Regions from separate parts of the Mus musculus genome. Here regions 1 and 3 are each linked to region 2. The links are chromatin contacts, called in public HiChIP or PLAC-seq and promoter capture Hi-C maps. All regions are on one chromosome and are shown on one strand. Each heading gives the region's core, a stretch centred on a gene start, on an enhancer-like site or on the middle of the called end of the contact. The rest is flanking DNA. Distances are from core to core; before and after follow the strand shown. Region 1 holds the start of Platr4 (pluripotency associated transcript 4). Region 2 holds the start of Larp1b (La ribonucleoprotein domain family, member 1B). Region 3 holds the start of D3Ertd751e (DNA segment, Chr 3, ERATO Doi 751, expressed).

Region 1 (4,199 bases), core at 936-3,435, 540 kb after region 2:
GTTATACTCTGTCACAAAGGGGACGCGTTCTCACTGAATGTGTTGCAAATAATAAGATTACCATGGAAATAGGAATATTCAATCAGAATTTCTGAATTTGGAAAGGATCAAGCAAAGAGAAAAATGTGTTTCATTTCTGTTTACAAAGGTATAATCATTGCCATGAGTTATAGATAGCTTAGGATTAAAAAAAAAAGTTCCTTATAACTCCCTCCCCCACCTCCGCTACAAAACATCAAAGAATTAAAAAATACCCAAACTAAAGGCAATAATCCCCCTTCATCAGTTGCCCACTGCAAGGCAGTTAGCCTGTGCTTGCTCCGCTTGACCTCAAGGCAGCAGCTTTATAAGATGAATGAGCTTCTTGCTGTAGTTGGAAGTCCTAACTGTAGGGGCCAGGCTCACAGCCACCACACTGTGAACCCTGGGTGCCTGCCTGCCAAGTTCCTTTCCTTGAGTCTCTGAAACATTCCCTGCTTTTGAAAGCAGGAGTTCATTCTAGAGCTATAGCGTAGGCTGGCCTAGAACTCTGTGTATAGTCCAAGCTAGCTCCAAACTCGCCATGTACCTGCCACTGCTTCCTGAGTCCTGACGATGCAGACATATACCGCCTTGCCAGCTCACTGACAGTTATTTTATTTATTATTATTTTTGTGTGTGTGTGTGTGTGTGTGTGGAGTATTGCTCAGAGCAGATTGCAGTAGATAATCAGAGTAAAACAGTAACTATCTGTGGAAGGCAAAACTTGTAGCATGGTCATGCTTAAAGACTTAATGAGAGTTTGTGCAATAAGATATTTAGGGGTCTGGGGAGATGGCTCAGTGATTAAGTGTACTGGCTGTTCTTCCATAGGGCCCAAGTTCAATTCCAAGCACCCACATGGTGGCTCATAACCATCTGTAACTCCAGATCCCGAGGATCTGATGAACTCTTCTGGCCTTCTGGGGCACCAAGCAAGAATGTGACAAATAGACGTACATACAAAATATTCATATGCATAAGATGTATGAATTAATTTTTATAAGAAACTTAGTTATTTCTCTGAAATATTTTATTTTTTGATATTTCTCTTTTGTTTATTTTGAGACAGGGTCAGGGTCTCTTAAAGCCCAGAGTAGCCTCAAACTCTCCACGAAGTCTGCGAATGACCTTGAACTTCTGATCCTCCCACACCCATGGCTGCTGGCTAGAGCTCTTTCACCATGCCTGGTTTTGGCAACCAAAAGATTAGCTGAATCCAGGACATTCTGGCTGCTGGCCAGCACTGTACCAACCAAACTACACCCCCAGCCTTTGTTTACTTTTTTTCCCCTAATCTTCTTTAAGAGGGTTTTCAAACTGACCTCAAATTTTTCTTTTCTTTTTTCTTTTTTCCTTAGGATTTCTCCCCCCCCCTTTTTTTATATATAGTCAACTTTTTAAACAATTTATTTATTTATGTATTTGTATGCATGTGAGTACACAGTTGCCGTCTTCAGACACCCCAGAAGAGGGCACTGGATCCCATTACAGTAAGCCACCATGTGGTTGGTGGGAATTGAACTCAGGACCCCTGGAAGAGCAGTCAGTGCTCCCAACCACTAAGCCATCTCACCAGACCTCTTTAGGGTTTTCAAGATGATTTTTGTAGCTCTGGCTGACCTGGAATATATTGTGTAAACCAGGCTGGCCTCAAATTCAGAGACCACCTCCCTCTGCTTCTGCCTCTTGAGTGCTGGGATTAAAAACGGGTTCTATACACACACACACACACACACACACACAGAGAGAGAGAGAGAGAGAGAGAGAGAGAGAGAGAGAGAGCATTGATATCTAACTTTTCAAGCTCCCTCCCCCTTTCCAAATTCTAGGACCACAAACAGGCATGTGTAGCGGTACTTTGGCTAACCACGTTGCTCCCGGATGGTCACATGTGCTCGCTTCACCCCACCCTCCCCACACACACCAGTTACTTTTAATACACCTTTACTAGCCCAAAGGCTGGGCAGTTCTAATCCTTCCCGCAGCTAGCAAACAATCCCCTCTGTTACTCCCGAGTAAACATCTTTTAAAATCTCTATTTTATCTCTGCTACCTCAAACACAGCTGTGGAAGTGGCCCGTGTGGCCACTTTCCCTGATTCTCACATGTCAGCTGGCCTTTAGGTCTCCTCTTCCTTCTTCCCCATCATGGCGATCTCTTTCTCCTCCCTCTCTCCCGGCTTGCCTCCAAGTCCCGCCTCAGTCTACCTGCCCAGCCATTGGCTATTGGTTCTATATTGATCGACCAAAAGCCAATTGAGAACAAGGACCTTCAGGGTTTGGCCCTGCAGATTCCCGATTTAGGGGACTGAATTAATTCAAAGCATTAGAACCAATTCCCAACAGGCATGTGTCAAGCTATGCACACAATTTTAACATAACAACTCCAAAACTAAAATTACGGTTGGTAGTATGAAAGTGAATATATAATGAGCAATGAGAAAATTAATTATCTATGGATTATCATGTAATTTCTGAAATATTTATATCAATGCTTACCTGTAAAATATGATGTAGGGTTATCTTTATTGAGGTGGGGAACTTGCCCATTGCAGTGGCACTAGTCCTTGGGAAGGGGATTCTGGGTAGTGTAAGAGTGGAGAACGCAATCTGACCTCAATCATGTGAGCAAGCCTTCGGTGCAGTCCGCTCTTGACTGCAGATACAATGTTATCGCAAACTCCCGCCTCTGTGGCTTCTCCACACAGTTCCACACCAGAGCTGTGTGCTAGAACAAACCCTGTCTCCTCCATGTTGCTTCCGTCCGAGCATTTTATCACTGCAAGACTTAAGAAGCCATCAACTTAAAGAAAATCAAATTCTGCTTTTGTTCACAGCCCTGTGCCTCTGTGGTGCATTTTCACCATTGTTTGGTGAAATTTTTCCCTTTAAAAATAAAACCTTGCTAGACGGTGGTGGCGCACCCCTTTAATCCCAGCACTTGGGAGGCAGAGGCAGGCGGATTTCCGGGACTACACAGAGAAACTCTGTCTCGAAAAAAACATTAGATAGATAGATAGATAGATAGATAGATAGATAGATAGATAGATAGATAGATAGATAGATAGATAGATAGATTAAAAAAAAACCTTATGTGACATCAATGAGAGGAGAGGTCCTTGGTCCTGTGAAGGCTCCATGTCCCAGTGTAGGGGAATGCCAGGACAAGGAAGCTGGAGTAGGTGGGTTGGTGAGCAGTGAGGGGGGATAGAATAGGGGGTTTTCAGAGGGGAAATGAGGAAAGGGAATAACATTTTAAATGTAAATAAAGAAAATATATAATAATAAAATAAATGAAAAATAAAATAAAATAAATAAAACGTTATAAATAAATCCATTCAATCTCAGTCACCTTCTTTGAGCCCATGAAAATACACATTCAGGTCCTGTCTTACACTTCTCTTTCTTCTTGTGGAACAATTGGCCATTTCAATTTAGGAAAAAAATCATTCTCTTGCCTCTTTAACAGAAATAAATCCTGCATTCTTTGAATGATTTTTCTGTGACGTTATTTCTCTTCACCTTCATTTTTTTCTAGTGTTTTTATTTATATGTGTTGATTTTAGTTTTTCACAGTAAAATACGAAGTAGTGGAAGTTGTGAGTTGTTTGTTACAGAGCAGCCTTCTGCGGCAGGCTAGTGGATGGTAGGACCGTGTGCCATCTGACGATGTTTACAGGTACGCGCTTTTCACAGTACAGCTTTCTCATGTGGCAAAAGAATATGTTTATTAACATAGCCAACTAAAAGTATTCTCTCGGTGCCGTATGAAAATAAAAAGCTAGCACGGTGGCTCATGCTGGTAATCAGAGCATTTAAGCAGTGGAGTCTGAAGGATCAGGAGTTCAAAGTTACTATTGAGTGCACAGTGAGTTTAAGGCAAGCCTGGGTTATATAAGACTGCCTCAAAAGACTAAAGACTATGTATATAGTCTTCTTTACATATTCTCCCCTTCCCTCCCCCTCCCCCTCCCTCTCTCCTCCCCCCCCACCTCCTCCTCCTCCTCCTCCTCCTCCTCCTCCTCCTCCTCCTTCTTCTTCTTCTTCTTCTTCTTCTTCTTCTTCTTCTTCTTCTACATGTTTTTATGCTTTATTTTACTTACAAATAACCTAGCTGTTTAGTAAAAATCTATTACTTAGTGTAATGGTTTGCATATGCTTGGCCCTGGGAGTGGCACT
Region 2 (3,873 bases), core at 410-2,909:
AGGTGGCGAAATGTCTAGTGTTCGTTTTACTCAAGAGCACTAAAGAATCATTTCGTTGTCTGTAGGTTAGAATCAGGACCGACAAGTGCACTTCTTGTAATGTCGAGGCTGGGTCTTCACTTGAACTTGGCTCCGGATCAGGAGTGCCTATTGGAGCCCACATCGTTACTGGGAAACTTTTCCTGGGTCCTGAGGACCCGCCCTCGTGAAAAGCCTGAAGCGTTTCACCTTAGCGCAAATGGACTTTCTGGTCCTCCTGGTTCCTGAAGATTGTCCTCCTAGTCCCTGGGTCACAGACGTAAGATGCTCCCCAAGCGTAGCAGGTTCATCCTCGCGATCCGCTAGGGCGGGGCTCTCATCAAACCATGCCCGCCGCATTCGGGAAGACTCCACAGGCCGCGGTCGCCCGCAGCGTTTAGGGAATGCCCGCAAGTGGCCACGTCACTTTCCAGGGTGCCCGCCCCCTAACCTGCCTCGCCCTCTACCCGCCCCGCCCCTCACCCTGACTGGCCCTCGCCCTGGTCCTTGGGCACCTGGCCTACTGAACGCTGATTATCTTGGCTCTTGCCTACATCACGCCCCGCCCACTGGCACGCCTTTCCCCTTGCGCGCCCCGCCTCTTGGACGCCTCCGCCTCCGCACGCCCAGCCCATCGGCCCGCCTCAGCCTATAAACGCCCCGCCTACCTGGCCACCCCGCCCATTGGCCCTCCTCGCCCTCTGTACGCCCCGCCCAGTAGCCTTCCTCGCCCTCTGCACGCCCCGCCCCTGGCTGCCTCGCCCTCTGCATGCCCCGCCCTCAGGGACAGTTACCGGCTCAGGCCGCGCGCGCCTCCGCAGCTCGCCAGAGATCCTTCAGACTGGCTGGAGCGCCGCGTTGTCGCCCGCGCCCGCTGAGGGCTCGCGGCTCGGGCGCGCCCGGCGCGAGTGGCGAGCTCCGGCCGTGCGCTGCGACGAGGCCAGGCGGCGGGCGGTTAGCGCTCCGCTCGGCGGGCGGGGAGGACGGGCACGCCGGGCGCTGCACGCCTCGGCGGGCGGGTTCCGCGTCCCAGGACCGAAGCGGGTCGGTGCCCCCGTGTGGAGAGAGGGGCGGCCGGGCTCCCTGGACCCGGACGGCCCCCGGCTGGGCAGGAGGCTGGGGCCAGGGGCCGGCCATGTCCGCTCGCGCCCCGGTGCCCGCCGCTGCCACCCGGGAGGACCCGCCCGCCGTGGCCGGAGACCGGGACGCGCTGTTGGCAGCGACGAGCCGGCGGGCGGAGCAGCCGGCGCCCGGCGAGCGGGAGGGCAAGGAGGCGAGGGAGGAGCGGGCCGCGGCCGCCACCAGCGCGGGTGCGCGGGGAGAGCCGTCGCCGGCGCTCGTGCTGGGACACAGCGTGCCGCAAGCGGCCGTGCCCGTGAGGCCGCTGGCGCTGCACCTGGCGCACAAGGCGCGTGCGCCCGGGGGTCCCTTCGGCGGGGAGGCTCCGCCGCTGCCGCCGCCGCCTCCGCCGCCGCCACCACCACCGCCGCCGCTGCCGCCGCCAGCACCGCGGGACCCACCGGAGGACGCCCGCGAGGACCCAGCGGCAGCCGGCCCGGAGGACAAGCCGCCGCCGCCGCCGCCAAAGGGGAACCCGTGGACCAAGAAGCTGCCGCAGCACCTGTCCACCGTGGGCACCGGCGTGCCGTCGCCCGCTCAGGACTCCCCGGAGGCCGGTGAGTGCGGTCCGCGGGAGGTGTTTGGTTCCTAGGTGTCATTCACCGTGCCGATTTACATAAATGGACATCTAGGAGAGGGAGCGACAGGAAGAGGTGGGACCTCAGGTTCTCCTTGACGGGTAGGGGCACGACGTGGGTGACTGGGCAGCGGGGCTGTGCTGGGCTCGTGCCTTCACGTGTCGGCGTCCTAGACGCGGTGAATACCGTGGAAAAGTTTCCGGGAACTTGACACAGAGTAGAGGCGAGTCGGGACGAGCGGATTTGTAAGTGGAAGTCCGATTGGGCTGGCTCCTGAAGTGAGGTGGTGAAACGAAAGTCTCGAAAAGCTGCTAGGTAGATGTGGCTGTGAAGGCAGCTGGTATTAGGTGTTTTTGCGGTTGTGTGGTTGTGTTTCAGAATGCCTGACACAGGACAGTTGATTCAGAGTCCGGATCGCACAGCTGGTCCCACGGTAGCCTGCGCGTTAGCAATTGGGTTGTGCCTTTGCGTTCGAATGCTGACCCATGCAATATGGCCCTTGGGGCTTTATTTGGGTTGCAGCAACTGCAGTTAGAAAGTAAAATGAAGACTGGCTTGTATTTGGTGGCGTATGCCGATTGATGTAGAGGATTAGGCGTTCGAAGAGAAGTCAAAAAGAAAAAAGTTAGAATGGAAATGCTGAGTAAAACTCTCCTTTTTCTTTTTTTTTCTTTTTTTAATAAAACTGCACTAAAATAACTGAACTTTTCTGTGGGAATTGCGGCTGTTTTGTTGGCAAGTTTTCGCTGGTCTGGGGAGAGTTGGTGGAACAGCCGAAGTTTGAGCATGTTTATGGGGTTGTGAGGGTCAAATGCGGTGAAGGGATCCTGTACAATTGTGATTGTTTTATCTCTCCTGTAGGGGGAGATAAATGTTGAACCAATTTAGTTTCTTAGGTTTTGCACGCAGAACCAATTTAGTTTCTTAGGTTTTGCACGCAGAAATGCTCACTAACTTATTTGCTTTTGTTATTTTGCTTGCTTTTTGAAACACTATCTACTTGTGTAGCCCAGGGGGTTGTGGAATTCTTGATCCTCACGTCACTGTCTTCTTCAAGATACTGGGATTATAGACATTCTGCTCTCCTTATTAATTCTTACTAAATTTTGACACCTTAAGGAAAAACAAAACAAAAGCACTGAGTTTTGCTCTCCATCTTGTATTAGTACAATTCTGGCCTGCTGAAAAGAGCAGTTTACTACCATTGCTAAATAAGTGAAGAGAACATGGTATATCAAGTCTTCTTAAAATTTCGTAGAGAAACCTGTTGATCACTCTGTTACCCCTCCATATCTAGATTTACACAGAGTACTAGGCATTATAATATTTATTGAACTATGAAATATTAATCGAGTTTTTTGTGTGTTTGTTTTTGTTTTGTTTGTTTGTTTGTTTTGTTTGCTTTTCGGTTTTTGGAGACAGGGTTTCTCTTTACAGCCTTGGCTGTCCTGGAACTCACTTTGTAGACCAGGCTGTCCTCGAACTCAGAAATCCACCTGCCTCTGCCTCCCGGGTGCTGGGATTAAAGGCATGCGCCACCACCGCCTGGCTCCGAGTTTTTATAAACTCAGTTTTCTAGACTTTAAAACGTTTCAAAGTGAAACTGGAGATTCTTTTCCCCCCTCATGGGGATGAGCCTAGGGCTTTGTGCTTGCTGGGCAAGTGCTTTATCATCAAGCTGTATGTGCAGATTTTCTAGCCCCTCCCCCCAAGAATTTTATTGCAGATTACTTGGAAAAATATTTGACAGTTTAACCTACTTGTGCCTTGGATCTCCAGTCCTCCTTAGATTAAGGATACAGTGACTTACTGGGAGTGTGGCCCATACCTATAATTCCAACAAGGGGATTATGAGCTTGAAGCCAGCCTGGATTACACTCAAGACCAAGGTCTCAGAAAATCAGAAGCCAGGCCTTTAATTCCAGTACTTTTGAGGGAATGGCAGTGGATCTCTGAATTCAAGGTCAGCCTAATCTACTACTTAGTTTCAGGACAGCCAGGGCTATGTAGACAGACCTTTCTCAAATTCAAAAGGAGCTCTAGTTGCACCAATGTTTCTGTATTAACAACTCTTACATCCTGGGGTCACTGCAGTACTGGGAATGCTTTTCCTCAGATCTGTGGCAGGGTGGCAGTGCTGACTCTTAAGCTGTTCTAC
Region 3 (3,654 bases), core at 1,019-3,518, 790 kb after region 2:
GAGTCATCTTTATCTCAACAGTGGTAGGTGGTATGGCTAGTGGGACAACCCCCATCTTTAACTAGCATACAAGTTCTAGTAACAGAAAAAGCTCACAGATTCCTAACACTCATTCTTAGCTCTTCATACAAACCTTAAAATTCCATGCTTCCATTTCCTGACCTTTCAAGCCCTTGAGCTCTGATGCTTCTATGTGGGAATCTCTTCTTCCATTCTCCCTTGTGTTTTACTGACTTACAATTCAGTTTTCAATTAAAATAAATTCTCTTACTTGGGCTTGCTCAGATTTGGGACTCAATTTTTATTTAAGAATTACAGTTGCTTTATTCTTCTAAAACTCATCTTCTAAAATTCAGGTGTCTCTCCACCAAGCAAAACTCATTTACGATGATCACTCAGATTGTGATCTATCCATCTTTATAGAGTGAGGGAGGTTTTTCCTACTCATTTGCTTAAGAAATAATGCTATTGTAATGTCAACACACACACACATGGAACGTATACATATGTATGCATATATCCCACAACACTATAAATAGTGTGTATGGGGGTGGGGGAGCAGAGCATTTAACATGTATTAACCATAGGCACAGAGAAGCTAAGAATTTTGACCAAGATCAAACTTGTAAAATGTGAGAGCTAGGCAATATATGTACAGAAACAAATCTAAAGAGTATGTCCTTACTTCTGGTCTCAATGTAGAGTTCAGCATGTTTCCCCAACCTTCTCTGTAGCTCAAGAAAATACCTGAGTTTCTCTCTTTCTCTTTCAAATCTCTCAGCCTTCAATCTCTACATCTTCCTTAGGTCCTATAGGTATCCTTCTTACCTATGATTACAACTGCAGCTAACGAACTGTACTCCTCTATAAACCTCTATGTAGTGTTCAAGGCAACTGTCTTGTTTTTAAACAAAGCATTACTACCAATTCCTCAATGTTGCCAATAATTTGGACACCTAAACCTTTCTTATCAGTAAACACATAGTGGTATGTCAAGATTCTGTCCAAATGGCATCTCCTCTGGAAGTAGTTTAATAACCGCATAATAGTCAATATTTGTTTAGCTCCATGTTAGTAGATGCTATTTCAATGTTTGCTCAATAATTCCATCAACTACTTGGAATCTGATGCAAACGAGTCGGCAGTTGCTGCTGCTTCAGTGTATTTTTGGTATTTATGTATCTCCTTCTGCCAGCTACATGCTTGGAGAACAAGAATCTCCTTACATCAGCTACATGTATAGCACCTGGCACGTAATGAAACATAGGTCAACATCTTTTAAACTAACGACCTGAGCAATGCCTGGAGGTCCTAACCTGCAGGCTTGGAAACTCTTCCTGGCCATCAGCCCTCCAGTTTCTTCGAGCACAACAGACGCATTGCATTACAAATCTATTTCGTGCCTGGCCGACTCCAGTGCACGCTCAAGGAATATTCTACAAGTATTTACTAGCGTCTCAGCTTCGTTAAGTACATACATAGCCTCATGTACATCACCAAGCATTTTGTGCAGAGCACTTCTTTTTAAGTTTTTAACATTTTTCACGCTGGGACCCGACCAGCATTCACAACACATTAGTAGGTCAACGATAGCGACACTGCACCTTACAGATGAATTTTCCATCAGGGAACAGAGCGCGCTTACTTTGGTCTCTCAGTAAGTCGATTTCTGTGGCCATTTCGATATTTTAGTTTGGAGTTTTCATCACGTTTATCGATTCCTCGCAGGGGGGAAAGAAGGTATTTCTCAAACAAGCAAGCAATCGAACAACAACAAAAAAGCAGCCTCCCGCTGTGAGGGCAAACAAAAAGCTAAGGGGTCGCAGGGGCAGCCGAGCCCTGGCGCGGAGACATCAGCATCCCACTCACGCGGCGGCGCAGCCCGGCCCGCCGCTCCGCGGAACCCAGGCGACGCGCCTCAGACTCCGTTCCGCGCTCGGCCGGACCCGGCCGGACGAGAAGGGCCGCGGAGCCGCGCGCGGCCGGAGGGCGCCGAGTTCCCGTCAGACCGCGCGGGAGGATGACCCTGCGACGCGCCTGGCTGGGCGGCAGCGTCCCCGCCGGCTGAGGGGCGACGCCAGGGCCGCGGGAAAGCAGGAGCGGCCGCGGAGTCCACTCGGCCCGCCCTGCGACTTTGAAAGCGGTGCCCCAGACCGTTCCTTGGAGACGGTGACGCCGCGTCCGTCATCACGCGTGCGTCGGTAGGCGTCATTGCGCCGTCTCAGGCGCAGGCAGGTGATTGGCTATCTGTCAGGCGGTGGGCGGGTCCCTGAGGCCGCGTTGGGGGCTGAGTGGGTTGCTTGGCGCCTTCCGCAGTGGCGCAGCGAGTGTCTGTCTGAGGTAGTGTGGCGCATTTTTAATTTAATTAATTTTTTTTTTTTTGTATGGAAACTGTGATAGGAGCAGGCACTAACTAGGTAGGGATTTTCATTGCCCACCCCCGAGTCTTGGTTTTGCAGACACTAAGCGTCTGTGGGAGTCTGTGCAGAGAGGTCTGTGAGTCCTCGGGCTGAGGTGACTCAAGGTCCCCTCACCCCGCCCCCCAGTTTAGAGCTGTCGCTCCTAGGTCTGAAACTGGTTCTTGTGCCTAGAAAAGAGAACTATTGTCCAATATTTAACCCTGTGGCTTCAAGAAGGCACCTGGTCAGGATCCAGGATAGCCTGCAAATCTAGCAGGTATTTCAGAGATGTTTCTTCGGATTTAAGGAAAGATAAAATTCTGCAAAAATAAAATGAAATTTGTACTGGGGCATAAACTACCGTTCACAGTTTTACGAAGTGATATTATGAGTATTTGAGCTGTAAAGCTTGAAACATAAAACATACACAAAATATTGGGGGCAAAAGACATTAGCGATAAAAAAATGCTCACTTGAAGTTTATCATTGGCTTTTGAGGCTTTTAATTGATTATATTTTTATGCATTGAAATACAGTTTCTTTAAATATGCTCAGGGCCTGAGATAGCTTGGTTATGAAGTGCTTGCCTGGAATTCCCCAGCACCCACATAAAAAGCCAAGCAAATCCCCTTTAATTTAAAGATTAAATGGCCTTTAATAGTAGTGCTTGAGAGGAGCAGACAGGATGAGGGAAAAGGGTGCTCTCTATCCAGCAGCCTAGACAAATTTGAAAGTGACTCCAGAGTCAGTAAGTCATTGTCGCAAAAAGTAAAATCAGGCATGTTAATAAGATTTTTTTTTCCTGTTTGATAATATCTGGTGAAAATAAAGGTAGGTTAAAAAAGGTGAACAGCCTTTGAGAATGACATCCCACTGATACTCTGCCTCAAGCTCAGTCCATACACAGCTATAGACGTACTCCCCCACGTGGACACACACAAAAACAAAACAAAAGGCATGTATGCCCTGGATGAAGTTTGGCTTTTTGTTTAACCGTTGAAGACGTTTAGTAATCTTGTACTCATAAAACAGTATCAACAGTGTTACCCTCATTCCTCTAAAAAGAGTCGCTGCTAAATATGTATGTGTTGGCACTAGCCATGCAAAGGGTTAGTTTAGCTTTGAATCAGTGAAAATTCAACCCGGTCTGGTTTTTAGTGGCCATAAACGTAACAAAAAAAAAAAAAACACACTGATTGTGCAAGCTCCATTTCTTTTTTAGGTTCACTATAGGGTACTTTCTGAGGAACATTTT

What was found. HiChIP or PLAC-seq counts read pairs in DNA pulled down with a chosen protein or histone mark. Capture Hi-C pulls out chosen DNA fragments and counts their contacts.
Region 1: an H3K27ac HiChIP or PLAC-seq map of embryonic stem cells shows a contact between it and region 2, with 2.1 times the contacts expected there. The contact joins the promoter of Platr4 here to the promoter of Larp1b in region 2. A contact is called at or near these places in 1 of 39 promoter capture datasets (liver) and 2 of 115 datasets of contacts at active chromatin or transcription factors (embryonic stem cells and pancreatic cancer cells).
Region 3: a contact with region 2 is called in a promoter capture Hi-C map of adipose tissue, with 4 times the contacts expected there. The contact joins the promoter of D3Ertd751e here to the promoter of Larp1b in region 2. A contact is called at or near these places in 4 of 39 promoter capture datasets (the 3T3-L1 cell line, embryonic stem cells, hippocampal neurons and 1 more), 20 of 484 Hi-C or Micro-C datasets (the Ba/F3 cell line, CD4 T cells, LSK cells and 14 more), 4 of 115 datasets of contacts at active chromatin or transcription factors (astrocytes, bone marrow-derived macrophages, cardiomyocytes and 1 more) and 2 of 9 other capture datasets (adipose tissue and liver).

What each region holds. Positions count from the first base shown.
Region 1 is chr3:41,491,014-41,495,212 of GRCm38.p6, forward strand. It overlaps Platr4 (pluripotency associated transcript 4), which reads right to left and starts at 2,186. Exons shown (of 2, transcript NR_040385.1): 1 at 2,075-2,186.
Region 2 is chr3:40,948,991-40,952,863 of GRCm38.p6, forward strand. Larp1b (La ribonucleoprotein domain family, member 1B) reads left to right here and starts at 1,660. Exons shown (of 10, transcript NM_001040399.2): 1 at 1,660-1,694.
Region 3 is chr3:41,740,350-41,744,003 of GRCm38.p6, forward strand. D3Ertd751e (DNA segment, Chr 3, ERATO Doi 751, expressed) reads left to right here and starts at 2,269. Exons shown (of 6, transcript NM_001099785.1): 1 at 2,269-2,340. Sclt1 (sodium channel and clathrin linker 1) reads right to left here and starts at 2,165. Exons shown (of 21, transcript NM_001081411.1): 1 at 1,646-2,165. The coding sequence starts at 1,679.